Linked DNA regions of Anas platyrhynchos: regions 1 and 2 are each linked to region 3. A link is a contact called in public Hi-C data. All regions are on one chromosome and are shown on one strand. Each heading gives the region's core, a stretch centred on a gene start, on an enhancer-like site or on the middle of the called end of the contact. The rest is flanking DNA. Distances are from core to core; before and after follow the strand shown.

Region 1 (3,140 bases), core at 237-2,736, 440 kb after region 3:
TCCCTGCCATGGCACGGGGTTGGAACCGGGTGATGTTTGAGGTGCCTCCCAACCCGAGCAGTTCTGTGATGCTGTGATGCTATGATCCCGTGTTGGCTGCTTTTAGTTTGCGTTATGGTGTCCCCAGCTGGGCTCAGCACGCCTGACATGGCTCAGGGCAGTCTTCTGGAGGCAGAGGGCTGTTCGGGATGGGGGACAGACACAAGGGACGTGTTGGAAACCTGCGTTGTCCCAGTGCAGAGAGCAGAGCTCTGGACCCACAGGGCTGAGCACGGAGCAGCCCAGGGCAGGAGGTGCAAACCCTGCGCTCCCCCAAACACCTGCCCCCCCTCCAATCCAGCCTCCCCTGGGCTGCCAAAGGGAAACAAGCCCATTTCCCCTATAACAAGGCTTTTTGTAAGGAAACAAAGGGCTCTGCGTCTTGCCTAGCACAAAGAGGGGCAGCGCAGCCTTTGAGGAGTCTGAGGCAGGGAGGAGCAGCCACCAGGGACAGGCACCCACACAGCTCCCAGTCTGACCAGTCAGCCCCAGCGGGGACTCTGCTGACCGCACACCCGCTCTGGGTGTGATGCAGAGGGCACAGGGGCCAATGCTGAGGAAATTTCTGGCACTGTAACACCACCACCCTCTGGATTTGGCCCCCAGAGTCCTGCAGGGACCCTCTGAGACAGGCGGGTGCTGAAGCCCTTCCCACATGGAGGCTCTAAGATCCGTTTCCCCCATAAACTCCCACTCACACCCAGCACAGGGCAATGTATTGCCAGTGAAGCTCAAGCTATGCCAGCAGGGGACAGACAGAATGTGCAGGCAGGTGCCCAACCCAGCACAAAGTCAGGGCCAAGAGGCTCAACGTCCCGAGCCCCCTGGTGAGCAGGGCTGGGTGGGGGGCAGGACCAAGCCAATTTTCCAGTTTGATCAAAGAACGGGATTAGGGTCGATCTAAGCCTGTCTCGTGCAGGAGGCCCTGTGGGGAAGGATGCTGCTGCTACCCAAAAAGCAGCATCCCAAAACCAGCAGTCCTGGTGCCCACACTTGCTGGAGCTGCACGGGGAGGAGCAGGACGAGGGCTCAGAGGACGCGGAGCACGGGCTGTGAGATAGCCCAGCTCCTCTAGGATCAGGCATTTCCAAACCCCTCTCGGGGATTTTAAGAAATCCCCTCTCAGGGGATGACCAGCTCCTCCAGACCAGCGCAGCCCTCACGACTGATGCGGAGCAGATCACCTGGGGCACACCCTTGCCCCAGACGTAATCTCCAAAAAAAAAAAAACCACCCAAGTACTACAAAGACCCTACTGAGGCCCAAGGCCAGGCAGGCCCGCTGTGCCGCTGCTCTCCCTGCTATGAGAACTGAACTCCCCAGCACATCGATGGCGAGGTTTCCTTTGCCGTCGGTAAGCGATGTCTCATATCCTCTCCGACCATAATGGGCTTAAAAACACAGTTCCCCTGTGGATTCAGCCCGTTTCCTTCTATTCTTTAACAGGAAGCTCTGCTAGAATCAGCCCAAGCAGGCAAATCGTTCCTCACCCTCTTTTCCCTCTCGGTATGGACACAGCCCCAGCCGAGCTGCACAGCCACGAGCCGAGGGGAAGATGCTGGCTCCGTCCGTGCACCCGCTCCTGTGGCTGTTTGGCTGCGTGCTCATCAGAGGTAAGGCGCTACGAGGACGGTGACACGGTGCCAGGGGTGGGTTTGGGGAGCCCAGCCCCCCAAAGGGAGCCGGGCAGAGATTTAAGCGTGGAGTAGCTGCCGTCAGAAAAACCCGAGCTTTAAATTCAGGGGTGGCAGGAGTCAGGTTGTTGGGGGGAATTTGGCCGTGTCAGGTGTTATGGGGTTGGTTTGACTGTGCTGGAATAGCAGAAATTGTTTTCTGCTTAACAAAAGGCTTGTTTCTGTTGAGGCATACTGAGGCACTGTGTCGCAAGTGGCTTCTGTCAAATAGGGGTAAAGGTGGAACTTTTACATGTACAGGGCATTTTCCTCAGAAGTAATTTTTTTTCTTGACTTTAGATTTTCTTCTTGCTGATGTAAACACAAAGAGAGCGTAAGTCGGGTGCAAGAGTCACGCAGTACGTGCATTGTCCTTATTGCAGTAATTCTGCTCCTAATTTTCCTTCAGACGTGGGTCGTGGTGGGGGATGCAGTGAGCGTACCTCCAAGGAACGGGTTTCCCGTGGTGAAGTGTGACAGGTTGCCTTCTCCTGCAGCCAGCCACCTCTTGTGCTGCTGACAGCTGTAGGAGCTGTGAGCTCAGAGGCATTCAGAGGCACAGACTGCACGTCACTGCTGCTTCTAACAGAAAGCCACCTAAAAATAATACCCTGTTTCTTGAATCCAAAGATTTTATTATTAAACCACGAAGTTGCCTATAGGTTACAGCCACCACATGGGTATTCAGAGGGTTTTTAAAAGACACGGAACATGAAGACAAGTCAGGTGCTGGCTCTCAGTAGGAAGAGCACGTAGACTGGAAAATGTCTCTTTATTAGGGGGCTGCTGACTTCAGCAGAGGGGTAAATTGTGCCTGGAGTAACTTTGAAGCCCCTTGGCCATGCTGCTGTGCTTCTTAACACCTGGCCAGAGGGCATTTCTTCCCCCTTACAAATATTTGGCATGGCTTGCACAAGACAGGGATGTTAACAAGGTTGTCAGCACTCTGAGTCAGCCGCACTCTGCCAGGACCAGCCCTTGGTTTGATCACGCTACCCAAGATATTTGCTCCCCAGGTTGACCCCAGCTGTTGCAGGATCAGGTGGAAGGGATGCCAGCTCTATCCTTCAGTCCTGAGTGCGTCACTGTAACTCTGTTCTCTGCAGTCAGCTTCAAATCACGGGGCAGGGGCTGTTCCCACTAGGTGTGTGATGCCAACGGGGCCAGTAGGTGCAAATGATGAGAATGGCATTGCTGGTGCTTGCTGTGCTGCAGTCGGACCTCTGGCTTCAGTCAAAACCAGCCTTCAACATTATCGTGTGTTTTGTATCATTTTATTTGCATGACAGCTCTGAACTAGAAATTAAATGAAGATTAAAGCCGATGTTATATTAAAGTCACTAAGGTGGCCTGCTACTTGGGGGCTATCGCTGCTTTGCCTTTTGCAGAAGCCTAAGTGAAAGGGACAGAGAGCAGGTCAGTGATGCT
Region 2 (2,880 bases), core at 166-2,665, 460 kb after region 3:
GGCACTACTCTCACATACGAGAAGTCTCCACTGACTGTGGCAGCTTTTGGTAAGGTCCTGTGCAACCTGGGGAGAAGGAGGAGGTCTTTTTTGTCAGGTCACACAGTGCTGGACACCCTGCTCCAACAGTGTGTCCCTGGGCACAGCTCCTCAGTTTCTCTCTTTAGCACGTGTGATCCTGTAATGTTCAAAGCACAAGGGGAAAAATCTTGACATCTAGCACCAGCAGGCCAGGTAATAATAAATACTCCTAGCCATGACCAGTACACAAAGGACAGAACGTGGAAGCCCTTCGTGGCTATGCCTGAGCTGGGGATCTTGCTCCTAGCTGCAGTGTGGAGCAAGACACATCCCAGCTGTGTTAGAGCAAGACCTGCACACAAATTATCCCATGCTACACCCTGGTTTCCCTGACAGGGTCTACAATAAACATACTACCTTCCTGGAAAAAGGAAGCTTAGCCTTTTAACCCCACAAACCTGTTCATATTCTGCCCCAGCCCTGCCTTATTGCCCTCCTTGTACACTTGCACCCTGCCCAGCAGGAAGCAGAGAACTCCTCTACACCATTCAGACCTTGTGAAAGAAAGGGGCAGGAGACACCAGACCTTATTCTGACAATAGCTTTGAAGATAGGGACAGGGTAAATTTAAGAGATCCACTCTGCTTTGGACTATACTGTCCCCTTCCTCCATGAAGTTAAGGAAAAAAAAAAAAAAAAAAAAAGTTTGCTTCTACTGCACTATAGGAAAAATCTTTACTTTTAAAAATACTTCTGAAATAAAAGTTAACTTTGTAACTATCATTTGCTTATGTACTACAAGGGAAGCCACAGAGTCCTGAAACTGCCTTAACAGGATGAGAGTCCTGTACAAAGCACAATTTACAGATGCCAGAATCAAATCTGTGTCTGGCCACTGGTTCATGCGATAGTTCACACTGTTCAGTCAATCAGCTTGTCTCGCCCCATTATATTATGTATTTATCTGACTTTACACACCTTTAGGATAAGATTTCTCAGCAGCAATAGGGATGTGCTGACCCCAATTAACCCCCAGTGTAATCAACTGACCTCTGCCTTCCTGTCACTGCCTTATCACCTAAATACGCACCAGAAGCCCTTTGAAGCTAAAGCACAGGAGGGTGAAACCATTCACTCTAGTGACTATTTACTTCCCTATGTCTTACATCCCGTGCTCATTTTAATGAAAATATTGATTTCCTACCCAAATTTTGATGAGTCAAGACCCTGCACTACCCCAGAAGCCAAGGACGGGAGTGTTGTTGTATCAATAGCAGACAGTTCTTTCCTCCATCCCCAGGTGTCATCAGCTTCATAGTTATCCTGGTCGTGGTGGTGATCATCCTCGTCAGCGTGGTCAGCCTGAGGTTCAAGTGTAACCGCTCAAAGGACTCAGAAGGTATTTGCCCAGGACCACCTCTCCCCCCCTAATAAAAAGTCATTGGTTACTAAGTTTATTTGGCAATTCCTAAATGAAGGACAACCTTTTAAAAAAATCTTACCTGGTGGGACGTTTTGAAGCCCAAGTGAAATATAGATTTCACAGTTAGGAATGGAGTGTGACCACCTCTTTGAAACCCCTGTCCAGATCCATCTGCACAAGGAAACAGCCTCAGCTGCTGCACATGCTGCAGTTAGATGTGCCCATTCCCACAGGCAGGCAGCTCTTCCAGCGGAAATTATGGAGTTTGACACTCATTTTCTCTCAGAATCCCATTTCCCATTAAGCACTGCCCACTAGAGGGCAAGACTGATCTACAGCAGGACAGAGGATGCTAGCAACTGAACAGGCAGCAAAGCATTCAGTCCTGCCTGTATAGTGTTACATTATTTCAAGCACTTTTTCTAATCAACTCTCAAGTGTCCGGTGGTGTCTCTAATCTCATCTGGATTTCATTTATAACCCTGTACAACATAATTCTGCATGCAGCCGACTTATTGCATAGCTGTCATGTTTTCTCACCTGCATGTCACCAACTACTTCTCTCCCTCCAGACAAACAGAAGCCGGGGAGCTCCATGGTATCGGAGAGGTAAGGTCACTCGCACTATTCACACCCTGTTGAAAATGCATGTTTTATTCCACAACTCATTTTAGCCTGGGGAATAAGTGGCTTTGGCTACTCCAGTTTGAAGAAAAAAATCAGGACTTTGAGACAGGCAAAAAACACAAGTGCTGGTAAAGCCTCATCCTGCGTCTGATGGAGTCAAAGGTAGAAATTCAATGTTTAGGGGCCCCATTTCACAGCTGCACTGATAGCTGTGAAGGCTCCTCACCTTCCAAAAAGCAATTTGTCTTTCCTTGCCTAGATACAGATGAGAACCTTGGGTTCTGCATTTCAAAGTAGTCTCAGCAAGATGAGATCATTCCCCTCAAAAAAATAAAAATTAAAATTAAAAAAAAATCCAAGACCCCTGTTACTGCTATCTAACAGAATTGGGATAAGGGGGTGCAAGTGGGGGGTACAACCCAGAGCCCTTTGGGAGAGAAGCACCATGTGGAGGATGGTCTGCCTGAACCCCACAGACAGTCACTGCTGCCCAAGAAAAAAGGCTGCACGCAGAAAGCACCATAAAACAAGGGCTGGAAGGGACCTAAGATGGGGAGAAAGTGTAAAAATATATTGCTCCTACTTTCCTATCCCTTCCCAGCAAGGTAACACCCCTGCTGTGGAAAGAAGTAATGGATATAGGGAGCAGTCACTAAAGGTTTAGATGAGAATTTGCATCTTTTGTCAGTGGTTCCTAGATCATTATCATAATGGGTATTTAAGTGATCTGCAGTCACTGAGATGGGGCACATCAGAGCAGAGGCACCCTAAACACCAAGGTCACCCATTCTCCTTTGGCACTGAATGCC
Region 3 (3,085 bases), core at 563-3,062:
CCTTCTGGATGTGATGTTTGCCTCTTGCTGGTTATCAGGGACCTCCTGCAGTCTCCATGACTTCAGCCAGACCCGTTAGCACCCTTGGGTGCATCCTACACGGTCCTGTGGACTTGTGAATGCCCAGTTGGCTTGTGTGCTGCTTGGTCCTGGCCTGGGAGCTTGCCCTGGCTCACCACCCATCCCACGTCAGAGCTGCATGTATTGCAGCTCTGTGCAGAGCTTCATCTCTGCCTCTCCTCCTCCTCCTCCTCTTCCTCATCAGCTTGACCATGATGGGCCTCCATCCACAGCAGCATCGCAATCACCATGTGCCTGCATGCCCAGCTCCTCAAGGAATCACAGAATGCTTGGGGTTGGAGGGGACCTTAAAGATCACCTGGTTCCAGCCGCTTGCCACGGGCAGGGATGCCACCCGCTGGATCAGGTTGCCCAGGGCCTTGAGCACCCCCAGGGATGGGGCATCCGCAGCCTCCTCCTGGTGTCATGCTGGGCTGTGGCCGCTCTGCGATCAGGAGAGTGGTGCAAGAGGCTCCTCCAGCATCCTCTACCTCAGGTGCCTCCTTTCCACCTCCCCGTGCCTCCCAGCTCTCCAGGTCATGGTCACCCTTCCCTGGTGCTCCTAGCTAGAAGCCCTCCTTGCCAGGTCAGCCCCTTGGTCAGGTGCTCCAGCCACACTTGCTCCGGCAGACCCCATCCCTGTCTGATCCCCGGTGAGGATCCTGTGGCTGAAAAGCCACAACAGTGCCCTGGAGCTGAGCGCTGCCCCGCAGGATGCTCCCACCAGCAGGACTGAGGATGTGATGGGGCTCCCTCACCCCACAGCCACTCTTGATATGCTCAGGGTCACCCAGCACTGTCACTGGTGCCATGTGTGAGCAGCACGGTGTGACAGCCCCAGGGACAGCATCCCAGATCCTTCCCCTGGCAGGCAGCAAAGTCGCCGGCACAGCACGTGGGGCATCCGAAACCCTCAGGGTTGCTCGGCTGGTGCGGGACGTGAGGCGATGAGCCCCAGTATGGCAGGGTTGGGGGAGAGGCACCCACCTGCCCATCTCATGCCCCAGGGGCTCCCAACAAGGCTGTCTCCACAAGGTCATTCCCACCTATGTCTGGAGCAAGGGCAGCAGCAAGGTGAGCACACAGGGGTGTGCCCCGGGCACATTTCCATGCTGCAGCAGCATCCTGGTCCAGATGCTGAGAGCATGGGGCAGGCAGAGAGCCCACGCAGCATCTTGCGAGCTGCAGAAGTGCTTTTGGGGCCAAAGCCCCCAAGCCCCGGTGTTTGGGGTGGGCTGCAGCAGGGCGCTGGTGTGACGGGGGGCGCGCAGGGGAGGGCTCACCTTGATTTTCTGCACGGTGCAGCTTTCCTCCTGGCCCTGGCTCCAGACGGTGATGCCAGCCTTGTTGTAGTGGCAGTGCCAGCCCTCCAGGCTCTCGCACTGCTCCTTGAATGAGCTGAAGTCGGAATCATCCGGGATATAAACCATCTCCCCCGCCCTGGACATGGGGGCTGAGCTGAGGGAGGCTCCTTCTGCCTCACCGCCCGGGGAGCCAGCTCCTGCGCGCGGCTCACGCGGCCATCCTCATCCTCACGGCCCCGAGGATGCACAGAGCCCTGCGGCCACACGGCACGGCGGGGAGGAAGGCTCCTGCCCTGCGGGTGCTACGGCAGCTGCCGGCAGCTCAGATGTCTTCCCAGGCTCTCCGGGATCACGTTTCTCTCCAGCTGCCCGCCGGCTCCTCTATTATTCAGCAGGTAGCAGCACGCGGGTGGCTCGGTTTTCAGGGCAGAGCTGCCCCTGGCCCCCTGTGTCCCCGTCCCTGCCATCCCTACCGTCCCCTGGCAATCTCTGAGCCTGACTTCGCAGCAGCAGCTTGCTGGCAGGAGCACGGAGGAGGAGATGCAGCACCCAGCTGTGCCCTCTCTGTCACCTACCAGGGGGACAGTCCCATCCCTCATGCTGCTGGCCTCACGCCTGCCGGGTCCCAGGACACAGCTTGTCCCAGTTGTCACCCTCTTGTCTGCCACCTCGTCCCCGGTGCTTTTTGTTGGGACCCTGCCCATGCCCTGGGTGGAATCTGGCGTTACCTGTCCCACCTGGGCGATGTCCATGAGCTCCCCGTTGGTCACAATTTTGAGCTTCTTGGTGTCCACCTGGGCTGAGGCTCGGCCTGTGCAGCCTCCCAGTGCAGCCTCGCCTGCAGGGCTGTGCCACGGGTGATGTGGGTCCCCAACCAACCCACAGGGGGGATGCTGAACACGGTCCCAGACCTCACCCTGCAGCACCCATCTTGAGCCCAGCCACCAAGCAGGCATCGAGGCACCCTCACTTGGGCAAACGCCCCTGGAAGGAGCTCCCCAGCTGCTCAGCTGCACAACCAAAGTCACCAAAACCACCCCCTGGTTTGTGAGACCCCACTGCGGGGTCACTGAGGGCTTCACTGTGCCCAAAGGAACCTCACGAGGCTGAGCAGGGCCAAGTGCAAGGTGCTGCACTGGGGTCGGGGCCACCCCAAAGGTGAGCGTGGGCTGGGCAGGGAATGGGCTGAGAGCGGCCCCCAGCAACCCGGGGGTGCTGCTGGATGAGAAGTGCAAGGCGAGCCAGCAACGGGTGTGTGAGCAGCTCGGAAAGCTGACCACATCCTGGGCTGCACCCCAAGCAGCGAGGCCAGCGGGCGAGGGAGGGACTGTCCCTGCTGCCCCCGCAGCGCTGCCCTCGGGGGCTGCTCGGGGCTGCTGGAGAGGGGCCACGGGGGTGTGAAGGGGGCTGCAAGGAGCTGGGGAGGGACTTTACCAGGACACGCAGTGCTCGGATGAGGGGGGTGGTTTTAAATTAAAAAAGGAGGGATTTAGACGAGGTGTTAGGAAGAAACCCTTTACCATGAGGGCGGTGAAGCCCTGCACAGGCTGCCCCCGCAGGATCCACCCCAGGGGGGTGCCGGGGCCGCCCTGGGACTGGATGCGCCTGGAGCGGCCGAGCAGCGGGGAGCGATCGGGGCCGGTCCCCGGCTGGGGCTGGGCTCGGGGCGTCCCCGGCTCCCGGCCCTGCAGTCCGTGGGTCGCCCACTGGGTGTCACGCGT

The links. A called contact is a pair of places that touch in the nucleus more often than the background predicts.
Region 1: a Hi-C map of subcutaneous adipose tissue shows a contact between it and region 3, with 3 times the contacts expected there. The contact joins the promoter of ECSCR here to the promoter of LOC101797130 in region 3. A contact is called at or near these places in 2 of 8 Hi-C or Micro-C datasets (skeletal muscle and subcutaneous adipose tissue).
Region 2: a Hi-C map of skeletal muscle shows a contact between it and region 3, with 3 times the contacts expected there. The contact joins the promoter of SMIM33 here to the promoter of LOC101797130 in region 3. A contact is called at or near these places in 2 of 8 Hi-C or Micro-C datasets (skeletal muscle and subcutaneous adipose tissue).

Annotation. Positions count from the first base shown.
Region 1 is chr14:13,419,719-13,422,858 of IASCAAS_PekinDuck_T2T, forward strand. It overlaps ECSCR (endothelial cell surface expressed chemotaxis and apoptosis regulator), which reads left to right and starts at 1,487. Exons shown (of 11, transcript XM_005024912.6): 1 at 1,487-1,652. The coding sequence starts at 1,595. All of the region lies in intron 2 of SMIM33 (small integral membrane protein 33), which reads right to left.
Region 2 is chr14:13,436,681-13,439,560 of IASCAAS_PekinDuck_T2T, forward strand. SMIM33 (small integral membrane protein 33) reads right to left here and starts at 1,416. Exons shown (of 5, transcript XM_027468657.3): 1 at 1,226-1,416. It overlaps ECSCR (endothelial cell surface expressed chemotaxis and apoptosis regulator), which reads left to right. Exons shown (of 11, transcript XM_005024912.6): 7 at 1-49; 8 at 1,322-1,420; 9 at 2,017-2,053.
Region 3 is chr14:12,978,690-12,981,774 of IASCAAS_PekinDuck_T2T, forward strand. LOC101797130 (START domain-containing protein 10) reads right to left here and starts at 1,813. Exons shown (of 6, transcript XM_027468337.3): 1 at 1,344-1,813. The coding sequence starts at 1,508.